Linked DNA regions of Hordeum vulgare: all the other regions are linked to region 2. A link is a contact called in public Hi-C and HiChIP or PLAC-seq data. All regions are on one chromosome and are shown on one strand. Each heading gives the region's core, a stretch centred on a gene start, on an enhancer-like site or on the middle of the called end of the contact. The rest is flanking DNA. Distances are from core to core; before and after follow the strand shown.

Evidence for each region. Hi-C and Micro-C count contacts between places; a contact is called where the count stands out from the background. HiChIP or PLAC-seq counts read pairs in DNA pulled down with a chosen protein or histone mark.
Region 1: a Hi-C map of leaf shows a contact between it and region 2, with 4 times the contacts expected there. The contact joins the promoter of LOC123406945 here to the promoter of LOC123421365 in region 2. A contact is called at or near these places in 3 of 6 Hi-C or Micro-C datasets (leaf and seedling) and 1 of 1 datasets of contacts at active chromatin or transcription factors (embryo).
Region 3: an H3K4me3 HiChIP or PLAC-seq map of embryo shows a contact between it and region 2, with 5 times the contacts expected there. The contact joins the promoter of LOC123421667 here to the promoter of LOC123421365 in region 2. A contact is called at or near these places in 1 of 6 Hi-C or Micro-C datasets (seedling) and 1 of 1 datasets of contacts at active chromatin or transcription factors (embryo).

Annotation. Positions count from the first base shown.
Region 1 is chr1H:56,640,921-56,645,221 of MorexV3_pseudomolecules_assembly, reverse strand. LOC123406945 (protein WHAT'S THIS FACTOR 9, mitochondrial-like) reads right to left here and starts at 1,496. Exons shown (of 2, transcript XM_045099994.1): 1 at 19-1,496. The coding sequence starts at 1,283. The coding sequence ends at 111.
Region 2 is chr1H:56,470,082-56,474,021 of MorexV3_pseudomolecules_assembly, reverse strand. LOC123421365 (probable glutathione S-transferase GSTF1) reads left to right here and starts at 2,013. Exons shown (of 3, transcript XM_045107536.1): 1 at 2,013-2,257; 2 at 2,355-2,403; 3 at 2,597-3,357. The coding sequence starts at 2,108. The coding sequence ends at 3,057.
Region 3 is chr1H:56,663,860-56,668,240 of MorexV3_pseudomolecules_assembly, reverse strand. It overlaps LOC123421667 (nuclear envelope-associated protein 2-like), which reads left to right and starts at 1,449. Exons shown (of 6, transcript XM_045107582.1): 1 at 1,449-1,720; 2 at 2,696-3,122; 3 at 3,205-3,312; 4 at 3,741-4,202; 5 at 4,328-4,381. The coding sequence starts at 2,928.

The DNA.
Region 1 (4,301 bases), core at 247-2,746, 170 kb before region 2:
GCATCAATATGCACATACCTCTGAACCATCGGAGAGAATCCATTCTCCCAAGTCACTAGCTTTGCTTCATTCAGGTGCACTAAGAATCAATTGAGCCTACAAGACATTCTTTAAGAGAGTTCAGTTTCTTCCTCTCCCTCACTTTCCTCATCTAGTTCACCACAATAGTTGAAGCTTTCTCTGCTCCTCCTTGGTGGCAATGCAGCCCTCATCATGGTGGCATACTCTTTCCTGATAGCAACAAGTGGATGTGCATGCTTCTCAAGCAGCTGGCTCGTGCCACCGTAAGCTTCCCTGAGTACAACTGTCTGTGTACCATGTATCCTTGAGAGGTAAAAAATGCCCGGGTGACGCTCAAATACCTTGGTAAACTTCTGTGGCATGCCAAGAAGCTTCCTCATGTTGCTCACGTTGTGGCGCTCCGTCCTCTTTTCCAATGTGAGGTGCAGCAGCTCATGGAAAACTCCGACATTCCGCTTCTCTGACACATCAGTGCGGCGGTCAAGGCCCGAGGCGTCGGCATATGGATTAGTGTACGGCAGCGCCTGCCACTCCCTCAGCCAGTTCATAGACTTGCTCCTCAGGCCAAACCCCCTGGTGAAGCTCACCGGAAACGGGAGGCAAGTGGTGTCGCCGCCGGCCGCATCCTTCTCGAGTTCGGAGACAGCGAGACGGTCGTCCCAGGAGAGGAGGTGGAGCCAGACGCGCTCGTCACCCTCGGGCTGCTTAAGGGCGAAGTGGTCAGGGTGGCGACCGAGAATGGAGGCACGGTAGTCGCGGGGCAGGCCCAAGTCCCAGCGGAGAAGGTCGACGGTGTGGAGCGGGAGCGAGCGCGGCAGGGTGAGCATGAGGAGGCGGCGGAGGCGAGCGAGCAGGTCGGGCTCCGAGGCGTCCAGGCAGTCCAGTTCCCGGCGCCGGAGGCCGAGCGCTGCGTCCGTGAGGGACACGCCGCCTCCGCCGCGGCGGGAGAGCGCGAACAGGGTGTGGTATCTGCGGAGGAAGGCGAGCGCGGCGCCCGCGGAGCCGAACATCCTGTGGACGGACTTGTCGGTGAGGAGCTCGGGGCACGGGATACGGTGGCCGGGCCGCGAGGACACGAGGTCGAGCAGGTGGTGGGCAGCGCGGAGGTGGCGCTGGCGCGACAACGCCCCGTCGAGCGCCGGATCCTTGACCAGCTTGAGCTTCACGTTGACCAGCGTCGCGCGCTGCTCCGCCGCAAACAATGGCGCTTCCCACCATCTTCTCCTCCTTCCCGGCACCGCCAGCAGCAAGCGCCCCGCCATGTAACGGAACTTGCCGCTGCCCAAGGCGCTCGTTTTCACGGACCGTGACGCTCGCCCGCCGTCACCGGACCGTGATGCCGAGAAGAAAGGAGACAATGAGGAGTATGAGGAAACCTAGCAGCGTAAAGGCGGCGGCGGCGGCGGCCGACGCGGTCGTGTCACAGGAGCGCGGCTCTGTTTCCCCTCTCTGACTCTCACACCACGGCTGCCCACTCCTCTCCTTTTCTCATGCAGAATATAGACGCTTGGCCATGAGTAAATTGTAAAAACCACCACAATTACGTCCCTTAGGCCGACTCCACTGCGCCATTTCATCTTGTCCGCACGCGTCGGTTTAGGATAAAACGGACGAACCAGACGGTCCAGCGCGCGGGAGCAAACGAACTTTTGTCCGTTTTGTGTCCGCTTTTGACCCATCCCTGACGTAAGTTTGTGCTGTCTTTGGGGTAAAACAGAAAACGCGCGGACAGACCGGGCGTGCGTGCTTGTCCTCCCCTGCCCGCCCATCGGTGGCACGGGCTTCCTTTTTCTATTCCCACCCCATCCACGAAGCTGGCCTAACACGCGGTGGTGTATTTTATTAATATAAGGCGAACAGGATACCGGGCCTCCTTTTTCTGTTCCCACCCCCACCCACGAAGCTGGCCTGACACGCAGTGGTGTATTTTATTAATATAAGGCCGACAGGATGCGGCCGCGCGCTGAGCGCACGACCAACGCATCCCAGGACAGGCCCGGACACAACCACATCGCTCTACCTAAACGGACAGAATCCGGGTAAAATGGACGTCCGTTTGGGGTCGCACGGTGGAGTTGGCCTTAGTATCAATAAAAACACCGATTTTCAATAATGCGTTGTTGAAAGCACTAATCGATCAATTGAGAACCGTTTGATATGAAATCTAAAAGTCAGGGCTCACTTTCATGATTGACATGTCACCAAAACTTAACGTCGTCGATTGAATCGTTAAGATAACAAAAGGGCCACGCATGCTTGTTCATTTTATCAAGCACATTGTGCACACTACCGGTCATTGCTCGCATCACCCTCACCGCACGGCTCTGCACTGTTGTCCGACGACGGACTCCGTGAGCCAAGCATCGCCAGCCTTGCCTCTAGCGCCACTCTCCTCCTTCCTCCCCCCTGAGCTCCACCTGCTTCGCGCCCGACGCATGGCATGGACACGACACCTCCATGGCCTCTGGCCACAACCTCCCTACCAATCGTCGAAGCGGGGTGCAGGAGCCGGCGGAGCTGCCGGTGGTGGTTTAGAGATGTTGAGAAGAAGTGTCCCGATAGGAGGCTCCCTCGACCGAGGAGACGCGGGAGTTAACGTGTGGTGGCGCACCATGGACGGCCGAGTGCTTTTCTTTTCGTGTACTGGGATCATTTTTATATACAAGGCCACAAAATGAAATTACAGATACCAAGATCAAATTTAATACTCCCTCCGTCCCAAAATAACCGTCTTAACTTTGTACTAGCTCTAGTACAAAATTGCACTAAGCTTAAGACACTTATTTTGGGACGAAGAGAGTACATGTTTTATAACCTAGCTTTTCTTTTCATGTACTGAGATCATTAATACACTGCATGCATGGAAGAACATTGAATGGAGGAAGTAGTTGAATGTCATTATGATTGTATGCATACAAGTACTCACTCGTCAGCACGGTTAAATTTACGTGTATTTTCACGATAGACAAGATTTCAGGCGCATTACATTACTCCTAGCAGCTAACTAGTACCCCGTTGTACTACTTCTATATGCATGTGTAGTGTGAATGCTATGTTTTCAGCCCATCTCACAGCCAATCAGTAACCATCTAGGTTCGAGAAAATTTCCAAGCACGCTTTCTAAACCATGATAAAAGGGAGTATTAAACAAATTGTTAGTTCGAGGAAACATCATTAATTTTTACCTCGATTACCGTTGGTGGTTTTGTATAGATGCAAAATGTATAGTATTTTATACTGACCTTGTATAAGTAAATGGAAGAAGTATCATTAATCTTACGTAAAGATTCGTGTTATTTTTTAATTTAATCATTCAGATATGTAATAACTATCCCACATGTAAATATGTCCCACATAAATTAAGACGTCCAATTCTTCAGATTCTGAAAGAATCGATCAGAAAGCTGGGCCCAAAGGCAATTTAATAATTACCAAGGAACACAATGTCCGCTACAATGCACAAGTTACTAAACGCAGAACGGTCAATAGAAAATGAACAGAAAAGCTAAATGTTTGGGATTTGACCATGGTAATGCGAACGTTGATGATGGCAAATTTAATGCATGCACAACAATTTTCTGATAAAATATACGGTGAGCATAGATTTGTCAAGCTTGCCAACTAAATTTGCCATCCCCACGTCATTACAATTATCATTGAAAATGTTCGTTTTGCCATGGTCAAAACCCGAATATTCGGACGTTATCGGGTCTAAAATAAGATTACAATGAAAATCAGACTAATCTCCTTCTTCCTTTGATTGGACACCGATCACATGAGATAAAAAAAATGCATAAAACCAACAGTAAAGCAAAGGAACACCACACCTCAAATGCCTTCGTCATATCAAGGTTCGAGGACCATAATAGTCACTCGCCCCTTAAGACAAGATCTAGAAATCAATGAGCATCACCCCACGTCCTATAGGCTTGCAATCCATCACGATGAGTCAAGGGGGTTGAACAAACCGGACAATGCTGCAGAACAACAAAAAAGATGTCGAAGTTACGACACTAATAGCTTCCCTTGAAAGACACACCAACTAGCAAGATCTAAAGAGAGCCAATAGAGTCGAGGACATGAACTCTCTTAGGCCATTTGTAGGCACTGGATCAGATGTCCTCGAGGTAGAGAAATACCAGAGAGACCTTATTTCAACACGTCGATGCCACCATCACCTCGTTGATATCGCAGTGGAGACAAAAACCTAAGAGAAAAATGAGACAAACAAATCCCCGCTCTTCTAGTCACATCTGAAGCCGCCAGACTAGGAAGATGAG
Region 2 (3,940 bases), core at 764-3,263:
AAGGAACGGTTCTGTTAGGGATAGCTAAAAGTGCTTGCATTTAGAAAAGCACATGAGAATCGAGAATTGTTGTTAATCTTTGTGCAGAGTTAAAAGTTGTGGGCCCCACGACGCTTCAGTAACCGTGAGTCGGCCGGGGATTAAATCATCATTTCCTGATTGGAAGAAGCATGGGAACTCGCCTTGCAAACCGAACACTCTGGGCGCAACCATCTGAAGACCCTGGAAATCGGCATTGAAGGCTAGTTTGAGGGCTACTGAGGGAGTCTGAGATTAAGGGGTCATCAGGTAGTTGGCTTATTGTGAAGAGGCCGGCCTTATGGGCCGTAATAATTGAAGGTCGGGTTGTGCGGTCATCTCGTACTCAAGTAGGAAAGCACCGAAGATCGGCATGGCGTCCAAGTAAAAGTAGACGAGGTCGATTGTATGTAACCCTACATCCCCTGGTGACTATATAAATCGGGGGTCCTCGTCCATGTAGAAAGGTTGACTCGTCTAGGGTTTAGTATATATGATCTCGAGGTAAACTCTGTAATCATCATCCACATCAATATAATCAAACATGACGTAGGGTTTTACCTCCTCAAGAGGGCCCGAACCTGGGTAAATACTGTCCCCCCTCTTTCGTGAACACATCGATCTAAGGTCCACAGTTCGAGACCCCCTACCCGAGATCTGTCGGTTTTGACACCGACAACTGAATCATCACAGTCCTTCCGGGAGCCTTCCAATCTCCGTTTTTCCATCACCGGTCCGTCGGGATTTGAGTGCCACCGGGACCCATGTGCCTGCCGTGGGAAGGAGATAATGAGGGCACTCGAGGCCCATCTTGCTGCCGACATGGCGGAGGCGAAGGCGTGTGGTGCGGAGGAGGATGCCATCTGCACCCGCATTATAAAACAACGACAACGGAGGAATACCTGTGCCATCGCCCGAGAGCAGAATCGGGCGGTCCGTGCCATGGTCGGACTGACCCGAAGGAGGAGAACAAGGGCATCGACGGGTTGAACAGCTCCGACGATGAGCAAATTCGGCTCGATCCCTACTGCGTTTTGACCTGTAGTTCCGCGAGAAGGATGACAAGTCCGCCGGAAAGGACAAGGGCACCCGATGTTCTACATAGCAAGCTAACTAGTTTTGACCTGTAGTTCCGCAAGAAGGATGACAAGTACGCCGGAAAGGATAAGGGCACCCGTGACTGATGTTCTACATAGCAAGCTAGCTAGTTTTTACCTGTAGTTCCGTGAGAAGGATGACAAGTACGCCAGAAAGGACAAGGGCACCCGTGACTGATGTTCTACATAGCAAGCTAGCTTGTAGGTTAAACATGTCGTTTTTAATACTTCGATGACATATCTTGATATAGTAGCAGAACAATATGTGTAACACAACATTTACATACTTACTCCCTCCGCATCTAAATATAAGTCTTTTCAAAGATTTTACTAGTGAACTACATACAAATTTATAAAGGCATACTTTAAAGTTAGGTTCAATCATTTTGTTTTGTATGTAGACCTCTAGTAAAAATGTTTAAAAGACTTATATTTCGAAACGGATGGAGTGTATAAGTTTATATGAATTTATGGTATGTTAATTGAGGTGTTAAGTTGTGAGAAGAAAATGAGGCATGATCGGACAGACGGAGTGCCCGACGCATCGGCGGGCGTTTGATGGAGCTAAGTCCGGGTCTGACAGACCAGGCTACCAATATGAAGGCACGGACAAAGAACAACTTAATCGCGGGTAAACCCGTAGGAGGATGAAATGAATGAGGTTGATCTGGAAGAAGCGACTGCCCGGCAGCTCCGCCCGATGTTCCAGAAAGTTCACGGAAAGCAATGGCACCTACCTCACTCGTGAGTCGTGACGTGAGCCGTGATGCACTAATTGACTGCACCCGTCACCCCACACCGCACGGTCTCCTCTCCATCCTTCTCGAGCGCGCACGTCCAAACCTCCCACCAACCACCTACCCGCAAACGGTAAGACGCCCTATAAAAATGGGTAAGGAGTTGGCGTCATGCCGCACACCGCTCAACACACAGATAACTGACCAGCACACCCCGATCTCTCGCTCTCTCGCGTGTAGCAACCAAGGGAAAAAATGGCGCCGGTGAAGGTGTTCGGGCCGGCCATGTCGACGAACGTGGCCCGGGTGCTGGTGTGCCTGGAGGAGGTCGGCGCCGAGTACGAGGTCGTCGACATCGATTTCAAGGCCATGGAGCACAAGAGCCCCGAGCATCTCGTCAGAAACGTAACTAAGCTCCCCGACCACTCACTCAAATCCTCTGGTTTCTCGTACCATCTTGTTTTCGATCTGATGCGAGATGTTCCGATTTCATTTCTTGCAGCCGTTCGGCCAGATCCCTGCCTTCCAGGATGGAGATCTGCTTCTCTTCGGTACGAATAATTTACCCTTTACAGTTAAATTTGTCCGTATCAAATACTCCTACTTGCTCGACGTCTGTTTCTCGGCACAGAATGGGACCAACCAGTAAAGCGAATGCTTCCATTTTGTTTCCGGTGCTGCTCTGTGTCGATCCAAATATCCTCTCAAATCCTCAAAAACATTGTGTTCTTGCTCCGTCTTCAGAGTCACGCGCAATTGCGAAGTACGTGCTGCGCAAGTACAAGACGGACGAGGTCGACCTTCTAAGAGAAGGCAACCTGAAGGAAGCAGCCATGGTGGACGTATGGACGGAGGTGGACGCGCACACCTACAACCCGGCGCTGTCGCCGATCGTGTACGAGTGCCTCATCAACCCGCTCATGCGCGGCCTGCCGACCAACCAGACGGTGGTGGACGAGAGCCTGGAGAAGCTCAAGAAGGTGCTGGAGGTCTACGAGGCGCGCCTCTCCCAGCACAAGTACCTCGCCGGGGACTTCGTCAGCTTCGCGGACCTCAACCACTTCCCCTACACCTTCTACTTCATGGCCACGCCGCACGCCGCGCTCTTCGACTCGTACCCGCACGTCAAGGCATGGTGGGAGAGCCTCATGGCCAGGCCGGCCATCAAGAAGCTCGCCGCTCAGATGGTTCCCAAGAAGCCGTGATCTGCTTAGGAGGGGTTTCGCGTCCGAGGATAAGATCTGATCTGTATGGCGTTTTCTTGTTGGTGTCGCGAATAAGGCAATGAATAAGCTTGCGCGGCTGGGATTGCACCAGCGTGCAGTTTTTGTGCTTGCCAATGTGTGGTCGTGGAAAGCTCTTGAGATGGGACAATATCTTATAGCGCTTTCAGTTTTGTTGTTCGTCAAGTCTTAGATAAGGTGTTTGTATGTCTTTCTAGTCGAAGATGTAACCATGGTTTCTAGTTCCCGTATTGAAATACTTTGCACCCGTTCGGATTTTAAGCATGACATCGAACTTTTTTATCGCAACTTTAGTTAACACGAGTTGCAATTATTAAAACATGTGAACCTCATCTCAAATGTTTTTAATGAAAATTTTACTTAACGTGGGCGGAAATTTTAGTTGTTAAAACATGAGGAAAAGCTAACCATCAACCGACGGATTATAATGGCCGCGGATTATAATGGTCGCATCAGCCACCTTCCTCGTACGACACGCGTCCAAGTGACTATGCGGTTCTGCAACAAAGACTATGTTTCTAAAACATATATGATGTTGCAGTGGTCTACTATAGATTTATGTTCTGACCATCCGGTCGCCCCAGCCGCCCATGAACGTTGCAAAAAAGTTTCCGCAACTTGACCTTTGTTATAAAAATTCCTGAAACATGACCTTCGTTGCAAAAAAATTCTCCCGCAAAAGTACCTATGTTACAGAAAGACGAAGAAAAAAAATTCTGCAACAAGCAAATTGTTTCTGAAACTCGACCGTTGTTTCAGGAATTAACGGGTCCAAAGTTTATTTCTTGCAACAAAGCGAAAGTTTCTACAACTCAGCCATCGTTTCAGGAATTATGGGGTGCCT
Region 3 (4,381 bases), core at 200-2,699, 190 kb before region 2:
TTCACCAGTGATCCTACAACCTTGGAAGCGTTGGCGGCCAGAGAAGTTTTGGCTCTTGCTTCAAATCTTTATGTCCATCGGGTGGAGGTGGTGTCCGATTGCGGCATCGTAGTCAATGCCATTAAGAATGACAGTGCAACAAGCTATGGAGCAGTTATACAGGAAACTGTGGAGTGGTCTTCTTCTTTTACTTCTGTGAACTTTAGATATGAGTTTAGATCGTCTAATATGGGGGCTCATAATCTCGCAAAGCACGTACTTAAGCTAGGGGTTGGCCGACATGTGTTGTTAGGCCAACCTGGTAACCTTGGTTTCGTCCCTGTAAACATTATGAAAACATCTTAATAAAGCATTATGGGCTAAAAAACACGATCTAGCTCGTACGCACGTGCAATCATGTGCACGAGCACAAGGAAGAGGAGACGCAACTCTCGCGCGGCGGCCACCGAGATCGATCTCCAGACTCTAGCACTCGCGCTGCCGTCCGCCATGGTGTCGCCTCCGCCCCCAACTGCCCCCTGCTATCGGGTTCCCGGCCCCCGCTCTCGCGCGCCACCCCTGTTAGCTGCTTCACTGCCGGCTGCTGAACCTTGCATTCTCATTGATGATTTCCTTGTTCCCCCCTTTCATCCACTTGCACTATGTTATACTTGCATGATTTAATAAACTGCTTCGGACTGAATTTTAATTGAAGCAATGTGCATATATGTATCTACTGATATATCTAGGGTATTGTTGACTCAAATTGATGTAACCTCTTTGTCTCATGTAGGTATGTCAACACTCATGGGTATACAATTAAGAGATTTATTGAGAGTAGGCATGTTGGTGATACAATAACAACTTCTCTAAAAACTGCTATGGATGGTACATTTTTTGAACTTGGCTTATCTATCTATGTCTAAATTAAGAAGCAAACAATTGATTTGGTACCTTTTTTTTATCACGTACTACTCTTTGTAGTTTTTGTCATATTTTTATCTATTTTGTTGTATCGTCAAACAATAAGTTTACATTCTCAATTATTCGTTCAAGTGAACCATATTTTGCATGGGGTATCTTTGAGGTAGCTAAAAGCCCTATGGACCTCGCGTAAATCCATGTATATTGGTTTTCGGTTTACGTAAAAAACATGTCGAACCGCTTGACGGATCGATACAGTGCCATATTGCATGACTCGGTTCGGATGTTTGCGAACGGTTAAAGGACCCACGTTGCTTTTGTGCTTTTGTGTTAGCTCATGGACCTCATTTTTCTTTCTAACACGGCGGCACAAAACAAAAAAACAGGAGAACACGGCACCACCACCCTGCGCTACGCGTACACGGAACAGGTGATCCGGCCGGCGCACGGCCAGGCCACGTGCCGCACAGCGCCCAGAAAATTTCGGAGTTTTGCCGCGCGCTAGACGCCGCCGGGGCCCGCACGCCAGCATTTCAGTTTCGAAACCCCAGCTCCCCAACCATCTCCGCACACTTCCCGTTCTCTCTCCCCTCATCAATCTCGCCCCCTCCGCCACCAGACACTGCGAAAAATCAGGGCAAGGCCGCCCCAGAATCTCGTAAACCCTACTCACCAAATACTTGCTGCGCAATGGGGCCGTAGATCTCCGCCGGAGGGAGCGGAAGGAAGGCTCTTCTCGGTCCGGCCTGTGGTTCTTGGAGCTTCCCCTGCCGGGATTCGGCTGCTGCTGCTGCTGCTGCTGCTGCTGGGGACGAAGGTGCGAGATTTCCTTGGCCTCGCTGTGTTCATGCTGTTGGTCTCTGTGTTTGTTTGTACGGGTCTTGTTGTTAGGGGGTTGGAAGATTGCGAGCTCGGTAGATTTGAGCGGTGAGTATGCGGTTCTCGGTGTTCTTGAGTTTGCCCTGCAAATCTGTGGAATCTGTCGCCGTTTTTTCTTTGTCTGGGTTGCTGCCCCGGTTTGAATTATTTCGAAATCTCGAATTGTTTTTAATTTCTGCCCCCGTACCATTAATTAAGTACTCCCCGTACCAGTACTAGAAAAATAAATAAGTGATTTTTTCGAGGAACTACTACTCTGTGGGTAGTATATATTTAATTAAGCACTTAAAGTTTTCTGTCGGATTCTCTGGAAAATTTGAACGCGTTTGAAAGTTTGCAGATGCACAGCTTCTTTTTGTCCTCGTCTTGCTGGAATCTCGATGGAAGATGCTTTTGTTTTGTCCCAAACACTACTCTTCACTCTTCAGTAGATTAATATCTTTATAAAAAGCCTGATATCTTCGTACGTATAAAAGATTATTTTTCACATGCCGTAGAACAGGACAATGTTGCAGTCAGTTTATTCTGTAAAAAATAGCATGTACCGCGGAACGCGTGGGTTGACTTGAAGCACCAAGAACATGCTATGTTTGAAGTTGACTAATTAGTTGCTTCAGGAGTTGATCCCTGCATTGGCCGCCATGAACAAGTTACTTGTAGCATGAACAACAACATTATCTTACTTTGCTTCATTTGCTATCCATCCGTTACTAGTAGTACAAAATCATGTCGACTGCTGAAAGCAACACTCCTGTCAATTACTTGCCGACTGTCTAGTGCCACAAGAAGAGCTCGTACCCGTGACCCGAAGAAAACTGATGCTTTCAGGCCGGTAACTTAAGGGCAACATGGCGCGTGTAGCAAGCATCACCATCTTTCTCTGCCCCTAAATTTGTGCAATTGTTTTGTGCAGTGAAAGCTACCGGTTGACTGCTACTGGCCTGTGAAAGAGAGAACTTTGTGAGGCGGCTACGGTGTTTGATTTGTCAAAGAGGAGCTCTCGGTGCCCTTATTTTTGTCTCGTATACATGGGATGCTTGCTGTGAGCCGTGCTGTTTGTTCTTGGAGAAAATAGGACAGTGCTCCCAGGATCTGAGTTTTGGCCTTTGGGCTTAAATCTTCTCTGTTTGGTTCGGGGCTTGGCTATGGCAGTTTCTGAGAAGGCGGTACGACCATGCTCATCGTCTTCGTCGGGTTTGGACCCGCTGTTGAAGGATCTTACAGAGAAGAAGCTGAGCTTTAGAAGAAACGTGGCATCTCTGGCGTCTGAGCTGAAGGATGTGAGGCACAAGCTTGCGTCCCAGGAGCAGCTGTTTACTAGGGAATCCCAAACTAGGAAGGTTAGTAAATTCCTACTGCTTTGTAATTGCTACCTTCGTCACTGCTTACATGTTTGTTCTGACTAGAGAGAGAACGTTGCAGGTTGCAGAGACGAAGGCAAGGAGCATGGAGGAAGAAGTGAGTAAGCTGCAGCAATGCTTACTGGACAAAGATGAGCAGCTAAATGCAACGAGAGGCATCACCGAACATGTGAGGAGCTCCCTCAATTTCCATTTATGGTTGCATTTGAATCCCAAATTTCTATTCCACGAAGAATTGCTAAAGTTTTTATCTGGGATTAACTCCAAAACTATACTACACTATATTCCAAATATGTTTGCTAGCCTTGGTTGATACAGTGCAACATAGTGTGCGCCAATGTATTTGCTTGTAAAATTGCCTTCATTTGTTTCTGCATCTGTTTCTTTTATCGAACTGATTGTGCTTGTCTTTTGCTGAACTGATTGTGATCTGAGCACTTTGAAAAGAGTAGTATGATTTCACATGTTCATACTTCTAATCTAAAATCTTCTGATGCGTGATGTACCATATTATGATACTGGTGTCCCAACCCTAATGATTCCATTTCGCTTCAAATTGAAATTCTCTTTGTCAATAACTTCTGCAATTATGTGCAGTACCTCGATGATTTGGATGATCTTAAATCAAGACTATCAGTTACTCAAGCTACAGCGGAAGCCAGTGCTGCATCAGCCAAGTCAGCTCAGTCACAGTGCTTGTCCTTGTTGAAAGAGCTGAATGAGAAGGACCGCTCGCTGAAAGAGCACGAGCTTCGAGTTAACAAGCTTGGCGAGCAGGTAGGTCTTCTCCAGAAGGACCTGAAGGCAAGGGAACTTTCACAGAGGCAACTCAAGGATGATGTCTTAAGGATTGAGACCGACATCATGGGCGCAGTTTCCAGAGCTGGGTCTAGTAAAGATAACGAGCTGCTGAAGGTTTTATCTGATGTTTCACCAAGGAATATCGAGAATATTAGCAAGCATTTGAATACTAAGGATACAGAGATTGCCAGGCTGAGAGATGAAATCAGGATATTAACTGTTCATTGGACAAACAAAACAAAGGAACTAGAGTCACAAGTAAGTTGCCTTCCTAGCATCCACAAAAATACAAAATGTTGCCTCATATTGTTCGGCAGACATTGTTTTCGCTGCAATGAAGCTCTGTAAGTTTACTCGAGATATGTTTTTTCTTTGCTGAACAGCTAGAGAAGCAGAGGAGAACCGACCAAGAGCTGAAAAAGAGGGTTCTAAAACTT